Regions from separate parts of the Mus musculus genome. Here region 2 is linked to region 1. The links are chromatin contacts, called in public HiChIP or PLAC-seq maps. All regions are on one chromosome and are shown on one strand. Each heading gives the region's core, a stretch centred on a gene start, on an enhancer-like site or on the middle of the called end of the contact. The rest is flanking DNA. Distances are from core to core; before and after follow the strand shown. Region 1 holds the start of Tbkbp1 (TBK1 binding protein 1). Region 2 holds the start of Cdk12 (cyclin-dependent kinase 12).

Region 1 (6,651 bases), core at 1,923-4,422:
CAGCCTAGGGGGACTGAGTGGGGACGCCCTCTGCTGGCACACCCGAGAATTGCACGATCTGAACGGCCAAGGGATATCAGTGGGAGAACTTGTGAAAAGTAGCTGGGGAGGAGGAACGGTTGGAGAGGAGAAGGGAATAATTATGAATAAATTTAAGATACTGAAGACACCAGCCTGGTGTGATATTATATGATTGTAATCCCAGCACTGGAGAGACAGAATAAGGAGTATTACTCCAAGTTCAGGGATAGCCTAGCGTACACAGTAAATACCAGACCAATTGGGCTATGTATCTTTAAACAAACAAACAAACAAATAGAAAAAAAGAAAGGAAAAAACCAGAAAGAAAAGGAAAAAAAAGAAGCATATTGCAATGGGGTTTTCGGCAAGCCAGAGGTGCCCAGTCACACTGAAATGGGAGTTAAACAGAGACATGGAGAGCAGGAAGGTAGGAGTCACTAAGATCTCACCATGACCCAAGGCAGGTCCCCCTCTCAGAGCCAGATAGTGCAGGTCCAAGTCAGGACAGGCTGAGGCGGGGACAGCTGGGGGGCTCAGGCTGGAGAAAGCTGCGTCCCGGAGGCCCTGCTGTTGCTGCAGCTGTTTCTCCAGACCACAGATCTGCCGTAGATGAGTCTCTACCAGGGCCCGCTGCAGGGAAGACAGACGGCCAAGGGTCTACAGAGCGCCAGGGAGCCCTGTGGTCTCCCAAACCCAAGAGTCCCCCAGGCTGGGCAGTCATCACTCTCCAGACTGGAGCACAGACAGCTGGAGTGTCCTACACTCACACGACAAGTGGTCACAGGTATGAAGGCTCCTCTCACAGCTCCTGCAATGCAGATGTTTCTGGCTACTGGTGCCGGCAAGGTCAGAGCCAAACCTCCTCTGGGTCTTATCACACAGAGACATTTATGCCAACACTGGGCTCCAGGTCCAGTCACCCCAAACCCTCAGGGATGTGACTTGCATTTGCATACAGGACTTAAGCACTTCTAAGCTTTGTCTACCTCCTGTATAAAATGGGGATAGCAGTACCACGCCTACCTCTTTGATTGTTGTGAGAGCTAAAATGAGTAAATGTGTGTAGAGGGATATGAACAGTGCCTGGCACGCTGCGACTACCAAGCAAACGTTCCTGACTATAAAAGGAAAACCGTTTTACACAAATGTCCCGTTGCCGTCACAGCAGCTTAGTGAGATGGCTTACCGTTTTTCTCTGCTTTTCAGATGAGGGGTGAGAGCTAAATAACTTGATCAAGGTCACAGCACAGGAGTTGGCAGAGACCTTATCTCCTGATACTGCCACCTGCCCACACACAAACGGCCACATGGCAACTCTCATCACGCTTGTGCTGGGACTATGGAGAGCTCTGGCACCTCTCTTGTCACTTATACCCTCTCCCAGACACTATACTATACTATAGGTACAGGGTTGATGCAGTGTGAGAGCCAAATACACACACACACACACACACACACACACACACACAGCATCCTAGCCCAAGGTACAGAGTCACCCATGACCCGGATGATACTGTCTCATTCACACGGCAAAGCAGGCATTCACAGACAGGGACGAGTGGATACAGGGAGTGTGCACGCAGCAGAGTGTGTGTGACACACAGGCAGCACACACTCATCGGGTTGGAATGCACGTAGAGAATCACATCACGTCAGATACCTCACACACACACACACACACACACACCCGCTCTCTGGGCCTCACCATCTCCCCCAGCTCTGTCTCCAAGTCGCTTTTCTCCACGCACAGTTTCTCGTAAGCCTGGATCATCTCCCCGAGCTGCTCCTCCTGCTCCTTACTCTTCTGCAACTGGGTAGGCCCGGAGAGGTGTGCCAGGGTCAGGACCAGCCTTGACAGGGAGCAGAGGGGGCTCCCAACCTCCCCAACCCTATTCCCAATAGAAACAGGAAGCGCTGAAGCTGATTTAGGGAAGGCGGGGGCAGGGCGGGGTTGAGGGCAAAGTGAGGGAAGCAGGAGGCTAAGGGAGTGGGGTTGGCTGGGAAGCGAAGCAAGGGCTTACCTCGTGTTGGAATTGGTTGAGTCGTTGCTGCAGACTGACCTTCTCCACCTCCAGCAGGGAGCCATCCTTGAGTTCATACAGAGGGAAGCCATGCTCCTCTCCAAAATCAGTGATCAGCGGATACTGTGGGAGGGTCGTCCTCTGAGAAGCCTGGCTTCCCATCCCAGGACCGCTCTGTCCCCCAACCCCACTGCCAGCTTCACAGGCGCCTCTCCCCGCCCCCTCCAATGGGACCCACCACTCCAAAGCTGGGCTCCTCCTCCACCCCTGAGATTGGCTGCAGGAGCAGAGCTCCTCATCCCCAAGGCAGCCACTTCTTCAGGGACCAGGCAGCCTCCAGTGCTGGCCACCTCTTGGGACCCTCCTGCCCTTGCAGGCAACTACAAGCTCAGCTCGCCATCACATCTAGGTTCTGACCTTGATCTCATAGACTTTGAGGCGACGGCGGAGGGTGGCATTCTCCCTCTCCAGGCCTCCTAGCCTTTCCTTGATGTCTCCGTAGGCTGTGATGAGGGCAAAGTGGGAGGCAGAACACATGTCCCCTCCCAGGGACGGGTCTCCAGGACCATCCAGCCACACCTCACTGGGCCCCAAGGCCTCTTGGGTCAGGATGCTGATGTCATCTTCAAACATGGACTCCATGGTAAGGGCTTCAGCCCACCCTGGGCCTCCTGAGAGTGCAGGAACAGAGTAAAGAGGACCACCTGCTCTTTGTTCCCAACTCTTCCATGCTGGTCTGAGGAACCTGTGGTAGCTGGGGAGCTTCAGCCAAGAGACAGATCTCACAACTAACTCTCTCTCTCTCTTCTCTCTCAAGTTTCTGCCCTATCCCCTGCTGTGACTGCTTATAGAAGGAAATGGAACCAGATAGACGTCATGAGTGGAGTGGGGGACAACTGATAAACAGGACCAAGGATCAGGGGCAGGGAGGAGAGACCTGTGGACAGATGGGAGGGAGGGCTGCTGTCCCAGCATTGGCACAGCCCAGAACCTGCCTAGACTACTCGGCTTGGTCTCCTCCCCAGACCTCCCTTTTCCCCAAGTACCTCGACAGCCGCCAAGATTCCCATCCCAGGCCTCTGTCGCCTGCTCCTAAGGAAGGCTAGTCCCGCTAGGCAGCCTGGCCTCTGTGGCCCCCGCCCAACTTCCTCCCGCAGGATCCCAGAGTTCAGGAAAAGGAAGTGCCTCCCCAAGTGCGCCGGGGCTGTGGCAACCGTCCAGGCGCAGACCTACAGGAAGTCCTTGGCTGAGTGTCAGAGGCAGCAAACTGGGCAAGGGGGCCTAGGAGAACCGAGACCATTAAGGGAGACTCCAGCTTGTCCTATTGTGCCTGCACTCAGGGAAATGGGGAGCCCTGGGAGGGGGGCAGGAATGACTCAGGGCTCCCAAAACGAGTAGGCAGCGAGGGGGTGCGTGTGTACATCTCCGGGCCCTTGTTTATGAATGTGTGGCTGTGGCTGCCATGTGGGGGGGAGTGTGTGTCTGTGAATGAGTGTAGGTGTGCCGCCGTCAATGAGTGCTTTTGCGGGGCGGAGGACCGGGGTCAGCGCGGAGTTCGGGAGTGACCAGAGGTTGTGTATGTGTGTGTGTGTACGTGTGTGTGCGCGCGCGCGCGTGTGAGCACGCGTGCGTGAGCGTGTGGGTAGGGTGGGCACGTTCGGGCCGAGTGTCACGTGAGGCACTATGGGAATGTCCGAGGTGTGTGCGCGCGCTGGAGCGTGTGTGCGCTCCGGCGAGGGGGCTCGGTCCGAAGGCGCGAGTTCCGACAGTGCAGGCCTCGGGTCCCCCATCCCCCAGCCTCGGCTAAGTGCCGGAGCGACAGACGCGTGTGACAGGTCTGAGTAAGGAGCGTGTGCGCGTGTTTGAAGGGCTGGCCCCACCTTTAACCCTCTCTTGCCCACGCCACCCCTCCCCCTACTCTGCCGACCAGAGCTCACTACACACCCCACCCCCATCCCTGCCCACGATCTCCGGCCATCACCCCCACTCTCGAGGACTCCGTGTCCCCACACACCCCGGCCGTGCGACCCGAGCTGCCTTCCTCCGCATCCTGGGGCCGCGCGCCGAGCGCCCGCGCAGGCTACTGGGGAGGGGGCGCCCGTCCCCGCCTGGCCCCTCCGGCGGCCCCTTTAAGAGCGGCTCTTTAAACCCCCTCGGGCTCGGCGGACAGAAACTGTCGCCCCTCCCCTCTGTGGGGCCGAGACCGCGCAGCCCCCTCCCCCACCGCGGCCGGGCTCCGGGCGGGCTACTGAGCGGCAGCCGCCCCGCAGGCCGGAGGCTGCGGGCAGCGGCGCAGGACCCTTCCCCACTCTGCTCCCGGGCGCAGCGCCCGCCCACCCGCGCCCGGGCCCCGGCCTCCCGCGCCCCAAGCCGCCCCGGCCCGCCGCGCCCCTCCCCCTCCCCCAGCCCGGGCCCCGGCCCGCACTCACGGCTGCCGCGGGCTCCTGCTCGCAGTCGCAGCGCACCCCTCCGCCGGCTCCCTCCCCTGACGGGCCCCAGCGCCCCCACCCCCTGGCACCGCGCGCCGCTCCGCGCCCTGCCGCCGCCGCCGGGTCTCTCCCCACCCCCTCCCCTCCCCTCCCGGCCCCCTCCCTCCCGCTCGCCCGCCCCGCTCCTCCTCCGCCGCCGCCGCCGCCGTCTCCTCCGCCTCCTCCTCCCCGGCTGCTCCGGGTCTCTCCAGCTGGACCGGCGCCCGGGACCCCGCGGTTGCCACCACCACGTGGCGAGGGGCGGCGGCCCCCGCGGTGCGGTCCGGCTGAGGCTGGCAGCGCGCCGGGCGCCCACCAGCTCCCCGCCGTGCGGCCTCCCCTCCCCGCCGACCGGCGCAGTGTCTGCGGACCGTGTGCTGGGGCGCCTCGGGGCAGGACTTGGGGTTGCACATTTTGGAAAGAAGTGGAGCTGTTTATTTGGGGGAAATATTTTTATTTTTTTATTGGTCTTCGGAGAAGAAACATCACTAGACTATGTACTCTTTGCTCTCGTAGGAAGGGGCATCGAAGTAATCTATCTATTTGAACACAGAGACATTAGAGTTAAATCTAACTTTGAAAGTGAGCGTGAACTAAGGAGATAAAATGTTCATTTGGGAAGACGGACATCCCTTCCAAGCCCTTTAAAGACACTCCCAGAGGCCAGAAAGATGAAGAAACACCATACCTCGCCCTTTACACAAAGATTTGAGCACCTGCCAAACTGCCAGGCAGAAGATAAGTCTTTTTGCCACGTTCCCACTGTGTGTGACCTTGGGCAAGTTACTTCACCTCTGACTTAGACAGGAGATCGTTCCGGACAGGCCACCCCAAGGGGGAAAGAATAGAGATCAGACGCCAAGGTGCCCTGCAAGTGCCGGGGAGATGTTAATGAGTCATTTTCGTTCCCTGGTGGATTAAGAACCGTGGACAGAGGCAAAGCCAGCCTGACTCTGCTGGGAGATCGCCAGAGCAAAGCTCGAGGGCCCTTGCCTTGTGAGGGAGGGAGATGCAAACTCTGCAGGCCAGGCATAGGCTAGGGAAGGGGCTCTGGTGGGGGTCAGTACTTAGCTAGGAAGATTCCATGGAAGCTGAGTCCACCTTTCTGGCTTCTAGCAGAGTGCTTCTGAAAAGGGAAGGATGAAAGAAAAAGGTCTCTTGTTCCGGGGGAGCTTTGAGAAACAAGGGCAGTTGTCATCTTCTCCACTGTGGAGAAACATGCTAGGCTGGGTAAGCTGTTCCTCCCAGGATGACCGGCCCCAGTCTTGGACACTCATCAAAGGAGGGGGTTCTCACTGGCTTGGACTCCTGCTGGCCTGCTCCCTTTTATAGTCCAGAACACAGAGGCCGGTCAGCTATTTGCTAGCCAAGCAGGCACGAACTTTCTTAGACCGTATAGGATGACCCATCTATCCTGTAGATATGAAGGCAAGCTGATTGGAACACAGGTCGTCCCGCTCAGTAGACCCAAGGACAAGGTAGGTGTCCTTTTCCTTCAGGCCCCAGAATTTCTCAGGAGCCATGCAAGACTGGAGGCCAGGCCAGGTGTGGAGTTGTCTCCACAATTCCCGAGAGCACAGACATGGCCATGGCAAGTCCTCCCTTGCTGGAAAAGACAGTGAGTGGGTCGAGGGACCTCTGAGTACACTCTCCCGGATGAGTCAGCCCCTGCCGGCAGCTGCTTACAATGCAGGCCTCAGTGAGTCACCTGGTGCCCTAGAGCCTAGGCTCTAGGTGGCTGGGGGCAAAAGCCCCAAAGAATTAGATGAAACCTGAAAACTTGCCCTGGCCCTGATTCCAGCATATTCTGTTTCTAGTTCTTGTTCATGTCAGACAGTTCTGAGGACAAGAGCTCATCCCAGACCATGGTCACTACATTGTTCAATAAAATAAAATTATTTGGGGGCGTGTTTTGAGACATAGCTTCACTCTGTGGCATCAAGTGAGAAGCAGTCTTCCTGTTTCAGCTTACTTCTTCAGCGAGAGGATTGTCTGACTTTTAACAAAAATCTCTCAAACATCCATGACATACTGGACACTGAAAATAAGAAGTGTGCTCTTTTTTGCTCTCATGGAACTTAAAATCTGGTAGAACAAATACAAAAAAAAAAAGGAATTTATAATTAAAACAAGTTGGCCAG
Region 2 (7,554 bases), core at 752-3,251, 1.1 Mb after region 1:
TTGTGAAAATTCACAGAGTTTACAAATTTTGTCTTCAAATTTTTGACAGTCCCACATGCCATCACTCGCCTATTAAACTCCTGTGTGGTGTTTTGATGCTTAGGCATCAAATGTGAGCTCCAGGCTAACTGGAGAACTTCTCTGAGAGAGTAGGCAAGATGAGGGAAGAAAAGGAAAAAGGAAAAGGAAGGAAAAATGAAAATTTGGACATAAGATGTCCTAGGGTAGAATTTTTGTTTTGTTTTTCGAGTCAGGGTTTCTCTGTATAGCCTTGGCTATCCTGGAACTCACTTTGTAGACCAGGCTGGCCTTGAACTCAGAAATCCGCCTACCTCTGCCTACCTTGCCTCTCAAGTGCTGGGATTAAAGGCGTGTGGCAACGACCAGCTTAGAATCTTATCCACCCTAAAATGTAGTATAAAAGAAATACTTCCAGAGCCTGGCGGTAGTGGTACACAGAAACCGTCTCGAAAAGCCAAAAAAAAAAAAAAGAAATAAAAAGAAAAATACTTCCAGGAGACGTTACAACTGGCACTTCCTGAAGGTAGTGCACATAGGCTTAGACACGTTTTTTTCCCCGAGTCTCATTGTCTTCTCTGTTTGTAGAAACTGGACGTTTGTTATGGTAAAACATCCCAGCAGTCGAGAAACGGCTGAGGCTGAATAGCCACAACTGGGAGTCCAGCCTGGGTTACTAAGAACGTGCTGTAAGACATCCTGACATTTCCCCCAACTTTGGCACTCTAACCTTTCTACTGACTAGCCCCCCTGAATCCGGGAGTCCTTGCCTGTAAATTCGCAATGAGGACAGTGTCCCATGGGTGTGAGGGCAGAGAAAATGAATGCAAAACGCCTAAACTCAGCAAATTCCGCAGTACCAAGCGTTGTTTGCACATTCAGACTTAAAGCAGGGCGGTGGTGGTGCGTGCTCCATGCCCTTAATCGCAGCACTCCGGAGGCAGAGGCAGGCGGATTTCTGAGTTCGAGGCCAGCCTGGTCTACAGAGTGAGTTCCAGGACAGCCAAGGCTACTCAGAGAAACCCTGTCTCAGAAACCCAAGCCCTACCAGAATCCCCAATATTCAAACTTGCGCTGTAATGTCCCCAATGTTCACTTGTCCCTTGTTTTTTTTTTTTTTTTTAAACCCTATTAAATCAAAAGACTTCTTACAAGCTGTGCTAAGACCCATCCCCACCGGAACCTGGGGATATTTAATCAAAGAATTACCATTTAGGTTTAAATTTTAAAGGTAATCTCCGCAACTTCCGCTCCTATAAAGCCCCCCAAAAGGGGGAGTTGGAAAAGTATCGCGAGAATCTAACGGGCTGCGTTTGCGGCTTGGGTCCCGTTCTCGCGTTTTCTGGTGAAGGAATGTGTCGAGGTGAAAAGGGAAGCGCCAAGTATCGCGGGAGTCCAGCGGAGTCTCGCGATACTTGCGGCATTCGCCCCTCCCCCTCCCCCTCTAGTGCCGTTTCGGTTTAATCTAGTGTGTGAGTGAGTCTGGGCGAGGGAGTGAGATGTGGCTGTGAGGTGTCGGTGTGAGGCGGAGGCTAGCGAAGGGGGCTCCCTCAGGCACGAGGGACAAAGGGGGGGAGCTGAGGCAACCTAGGCCGCGGAGGCCTGGCGACAGGAAGCCAGCCGCCCCGAGCCGGGCGACCGGGTAGGGGAAGGGCCTGCGTAGTCCTCCCGGGGCTCCAGAGCCGCCGTCGGCCCCACAGGCTCCGGCGGACGCCTTCCTACTTCCTTGAGCGCCAGGGCTCGCGGGCCCGAATATCGGCTCGGCGGGGGTGGGCGGCCGTGAGGGGCGGACTCGAGCAGCTCCCGGCGTCGCGCTCCTCCCGTGCCGAGGAACTCTTGGTTTCTTCCCTCTCTCCTTCACCCCCCACCTCATGTAGGAGGGCGCTGAGGCGGCGAGAGGGAGGAGGAGCCTCGCCTGCGGTCCCTGCCCTCCCCACCCCCGTCTAGGGGCTCTTCGGGGGGCGTGGAGTCGGGGCTGGGGGGGAGGGTGGGGCTTTTTGGAGCGCCGGGGAACTTTTTCCCCTGCTTCAGGCCCGGGGAAAGGGAATGCCCAATTCCGAGAGACATGGGGGCAAGAAGGACGGGAGCGGAGGAGCTTCTGGAACTTCGCAGCCGTCATCGGGAGGTGGCAGCTCCAACAGCAGGGAGCGTCACCGCTTGGTGTCGAAGCACAAGCGGCATAAGTCCAAGCACTCCAAAGACGTGGGGCTGGTGACCCCCGAAGCGGCATCTTTGGGTACCATAATCAAACCACTGGTGGAGTACGATGACATCAGCTCTGATTCAGACACCTTCTCCGATGACACGGCCTTCAAATCAGACCGGAGGGAGAACGAGGAACGTCGGGGAACGGATCGGAGCGATCGCCTGCACCGACATCGTCACCACCAGCACCGGCGGTCCCGAGACTTGCTAAAAACTAAACAGACGGAAAAGGAAAAAAATCAGGAAGTCTCCAAATCTGGATCTATGAAGGACCGGGTATCGGGCAGTTCCAAACGGTCCGTGGAGGGGAGTGATGATTATGGGAAGGCCCAGCTATCCAAAAGCGGCAGCAAGGAATCCAGGTCGTCCAAAATGCACAAGGAGAAGACCCGCAAAGAGCGAGAGTTAAAGTCTGGATACAAGGACCGGAGTAAAAGTCATCGGAAAAGGGAAACACCCAAAAGTTACAAAACCGTGGCTAGCCCTAAACGGAGATCCAGGAGTCCCCATAGGAAATGGTCTGACAGTTCCAAGCAAGATGACAGCCCTTCCGGAGCTTCTTATGGCCAAGACTACGATCTTAGCCCCCCAAGGTCTCACACTTCTAGCAACTATGACTCCTACAAGAAGAGTCCTGGAAGTACCTCAAGAAGGCAGTCAATCAGCCCACCTTACAAAGAGCCTTCTGCTTACCAGTCCAGCACTCGGTCACCCAGTCCTTACAGCCGACGACAGAGGTCTGTGAGTCCCTATAGCCGGAGACGGTCCTCCAGCTATGAAAGGAGCGGCTCTTACAGCGGGAGATCACCCAGCCCCTATGGCCGAAGGCGATCAAGCAGCCCTTTCCTGAGCAAGAGGTCTCTGAGTCGGAGTCCACTCCCCAGGTGAGCTGTTGTCTGTCCTTCCTAAGGTAGGGTCGGTTGGGAGGAATTGAAAATGAGTCTTTAACATTTTGTTAAAGCTTTCAGTGTTCTTCTTTGACAAGTCATTTAGGTAAGTTTGGCTTTCCCCTCGCCCAATTGAGAAGTAAACATTCCAAGTGCCTCCAACTATTCAAGCAAGGTAGGTAAGGTACTTTGCAGTAATGGAGAACTTTCAGCTGTGAGAACTTGCTTCTACCTAGCGGGTGCATAGTCTTCAGAACTCGTTTAGCTGTTTGTTGCTTTGTCTTAAAATTTTGTAAGTCGTGTTGATACCAGTGCTTAAACTTTATTGGAACTCACAAGAGAATTTTAAGAAGTTACAAATTTTCGTTTCTACTGTTTGCATAAGTTATCGTAATCAATTTTGTCTACCATGTTCCCAAGTCTATAGTTATCACTGTTTTACTTCTGAAAAGTCCTGTCTTTTAACTGTTAAGTGAAAATTAAGATAACGAGAGTACTTTTTGATAGAGTTTAGCAAAAAGTGATTGAGATTTGTTTACAGTACCAATGTTGACCACTTACTTAGTGTTGAAACACTGGTAGTTTTCAAAATTTTCTTTGAAATATGTGCTAATAATGCCTTCGGCTTGCTATTTTTGTAAGAAAGATTGTTAATTTGAAATTATCTATGAAATTATCTATCCTGTCTCATGTATAGACCCATCTCTGTCCACAACAACAGAACAGGAGCTGTATATTATCTGAGTAGAATCTTAATACTTTTTTTTGTGAACTACGGCAAATTATTTAATTTTTCCATACCAGAGTTTCTTCATTTGGAAGATAGGAATAAAAACTACCTACTTCAAGGCTCTTGTGAAGATTAGTAAATAATGAAGCATGATAAATAATGTGCCATATACATAGTATGACTCAGTACATTTTATAAGTGAATGCCACTGACAGAGAAAATAACTCATGCATATGTTTTATAAATCAGTATATATATCACTGGCTTGAACTTACAACTAAAGTGGATTTGCCTAACTACAGTGCTTAAGTTTTCTTAGTGTTTTCTCATTCTAGTATTAAAAAATTTAATAGGTTGAAGTTTATAAACATGTATCTAACACCTAAATTCTGTAATTTGTGACATTTTCTTTAATTCCATTAGTCCATCTTTTGTTTAGATTCATCTCAAAGTTGTAGCAATCAGTATACTTTGTAAGCATTCAGCATGTATACCATTTCTTAGAGTTAAGTAGTTTTTGGAGAGGTAAGGTTTATGCATAGTGGAGTGCATAAGTCATAAATACAGTTTATAATGTTGCATAGTTTTAAAGGGAATCTAAAAAGTTCTCTCAGAGTTTAGTTTGTGCTTTTTAGACAGGGTTTCACACTGTAATGTAGGATAACCTGAAATTTACTATTTAGCCTGTGCTGGCTTCAAACTGACCTGAAATTTCTAGTAATCCTGCCTTAACCTCTTAATTGTTGGGATTACAGACATGAGCTAGTATATTAAGCAGAATATTTGTTTTCTTAAGAGTATGAACATTAAAGCTACTTGAAAAAAATTTTACTGTTGAGTATAGAAATATAAAAGGCTAAAACAGGATTTTTTTGGGGGGGAGGAGGGGAGGTGTTTTTGAGACAGGGTTTCTCTTTGTAGTCCTCCTGTCCTGGAATTAACTCTGTAGACCTGGCTGGCCTCAAACTCAGAAATCTGCCTGCCTCTGCCTCCCAAGTGCTGGGATTTAAAGGTATGAGCCACCACTGCCTGGTAAAAAACCTTTCAAAACAAAAGGTCTCACTTAAACTCCTATTTTACGTTTCGGGCCGTGGTGGCTCACACCATCTATAATCTGTTTTTATAGATTCCCAGATTTTATTTCACAGTCATTCCTCATAAAAATTTTATTTGTGGGATTGAAAACAATGGTTTAGCAGTTAACATTGACTGTAAGCAGGCATAGTTTGAGGCCAACCTCATCTGCATATCAAATTTTAGGCCGGCCATAGCTACACAGTAAGATCCTACATTTAAAAACGAAACAAACAAGTTTATTTGTACATGCAGTTATTCACCTTACTAAAAAGTTGATTGGAGGGCTGGTGAGATGGCTCAGTGGGTAAGAGCACCTGACTGCTCTTCCAGAGGTCCAAAGTTCAAATCCCAGCAACCACATGGTGGCTCACAACCATCCGTAATGAGATCTGACTCCCTCTTCTGGAGTGTCTGAAGACAGCTACAGTGTACTTACATATAATAAAAATAAATCTTAAAAAAAAAAAGTTGATTGGAAATCATTTTTGTATTAATGGAACTGAGTAAGACCATTAGTATCAGCATCAGTAGACTAAGACAAGATGATCATGACTATTAAGCTAGCTTAGTCTATGTAATAAGTTCTTGTCTCAGAACACTAAAAAGTAAAACTATGAGGTGTCAGGGCTGGTAATAAAGATCAGTAGTAGTCTGTTCCCTTAGCAAATGGTTCAGTCCTCAGTACCCAAATATACAAAAGATATAAAAAACTCTTAAGGGTTTTAAAATTTTTATTTTAATTTAAAATATTTTCTCTGTGTGCTTATAAATTCTAAATTCTGTATTTTGGACATTCATTTACTATAGATACAATTTTATTATAATCTGAGGCTGTAAGGTGGCCTCTAATTAAAAAGGTAGAAGTTGGGCTGAAGGGTTGACTCAATGGTTAGGAGCATTGGTGGTTCTTGTAGAGATTTCCCAGCACCCATACAGTGGCTCATAAACACTTCTAAATCCTGTCCCAGGGATTCCAGTGCCATTTTCTGACCTTTGGATACTGGGCATAAGCATGATGTACTTCATAAACAGATGAATACAGAGCACTCTTGCACATAAAATAATAAATCTTAGAAGACTAAAAAGTTAAGATGTTACTGAAGCATTCCTGATATTTTCATGTTATCAAACATTTATAAAACAAAATTACTCAAGCATTATGACTATGGCTACATTCTATTGTGTGGGAATATGCCATCTTTTTTTGAGTAAGTAGTGGGTAAGCTGGTCAGTGATGTCAAATACATTTGATCACAGTTAAAAAGGCCAGGCTGGTCTGCAGACCAGGACAGTCAGGATTACATAGAGAGACCCTGTCTGCAGAAACAACAAAAACAAAACAAACAAAAAAAGAAAACCTCAATAATTAGTGGGTAATTTTTGGTACTTTTTTGATTTTGTTTGTTTTATTTATTGCAACAGTTCTGCCTCTGTCTCTTTACTACTGTGATTATCAGTAATGCTGCTACCTTGCTGGCTCTGTTTTTTTGTTTTTTTTCTTTCCTTTACACTGGGCCTTACTATTTTTTGTTTTTTTTCAAGACAGGGTTTCTCTGTATAGCCCTGGCTGTCCTGGAAATCACTTTCTAGACCAGGCTGGCCTCGAACTCAGAAATCCACCTGCCTCTGCCTCCCGAATGCTAGGATCAAAGGCCTGTGCCACCACCGCCCGGAGGTTCTTTCTAGGCAGGATTGGAACTTCCTTTGTAGAGCAAACTGTCTAGAATTCACAACACCCACATGGGTGATTATTATTATTATTTTAAATTATATGTTTGTGTGCATACATATATATGAATGCAGATGCCTCTGAAGGCCAGGGACTCCAGATTCCCAGATCTGGAATTATAGGTGGCTATGCCCAGTGTGAGTGCTAGGAACTCTTCTTCTAGATTAGTGACCACTGAAGCCTGAAGCATCTCTGCAGCCCCTGAGGTTTTTTTTTTTTTTTGGTTACTGCTGTTCTTTGTTTTGTTTTGAACAAGGTCTGAATATGACCCAATTTGACAGGAGCTCACTTACTGTGGCTTACACTGGCTTCTCACTCTCAGTAATTCTCTTGCTTTGGTTTCCTAAATGCTAGGATGAGAAACAGGAACTACTAAGCCCTAGCCAAGCCAAGTGGATTTTTAGTTTTACTGGGTTCTAATATATATTAGATATTGATCATGCTGTGATTTGTCTTACCTGTACTAGGAGATTTAGAGTTTGTTTTGCTTTTAGATATGATCTCATATGGCCAAAGCTGGCTTTGAGTTTGGCATATAGCAGAGGACTTTGATTACTTTTTAAAGATTTATTTGTTTTCTACATGTGATTATACCCTTGCTGTCTTCAGACACCCCAGAAGAGTGCATTAGAACCCATCACAGATAGTTTTGAGCCACCATGTGGGTGCTGGGAATTGAACTCACGAACTCTGGAAGAGCAGTCAGTGCTCTTAACATCTAAGCCATCTCTCCAGCACTTGATAACTTTTTCAATATTTAAGCTTTTAAGTTTTATGCATATGATTGTTTGCCCGCATATATGTATTTGTACCACGTGCATGCTTGGTGCTCAAGGAGACAAGAAGTGGCTGCTGCATGGTTTGAGCCACCAAGTAGGTGCGGGGAAGTGCTATTAAACACTGAACTT

What was found. HiChIP or PLAC-seq counts read pairs in DNA pulled down with a chosen protein or histone mark.
Region 2: an HNF4G HiChIP or PLAC-seq map of pancreatic cancer cells shows a contact between it and region 1. The contact joins the promoter of Cdk12 here to the promoter of Tbkbp1 in region 1. A contact is called at or near these places in 1 of 484 Hi-C or Micro-C datasets (B cells) and 1 of 115 datasets of contacts at active chromatin or transcription factors (pancreatic cancer cells).

The regions. Positions count from the first base shown.
Region 1 is chr11:97,146,903-97,153,553 of GRCm38.p6, forward strand. Tbkbp1 (TBK1 binding protein 1) reads right to left here and starts at 3,173. Exons shown (of 10, transcript NM_001372531.1): 1 at 3,089-3,173; 2 at 2,460-2,713; 3 at 2,043-2,165; 4 at 1,727-1,831; 5 at 471-651. The coding sequence starts at 2,684.
Region 2 is chr11:98,201,304-98,208,857 of GRCm38.p6, forward strand. It overlaps Cdk12 (cyclin-dependent kinase 12), which reads left to right and starts at 2,002. Exons shown (of 14, transcript NM_001109626.1): 1 at 2,002-3,107. The coding sequence starts at 2,065. Gm38963 (a long non-coding RNA gene) reads right to left here and starts at 1,327. Exons shown (of 4, transcript XR_880193.2): 1 at 1,228-1,327.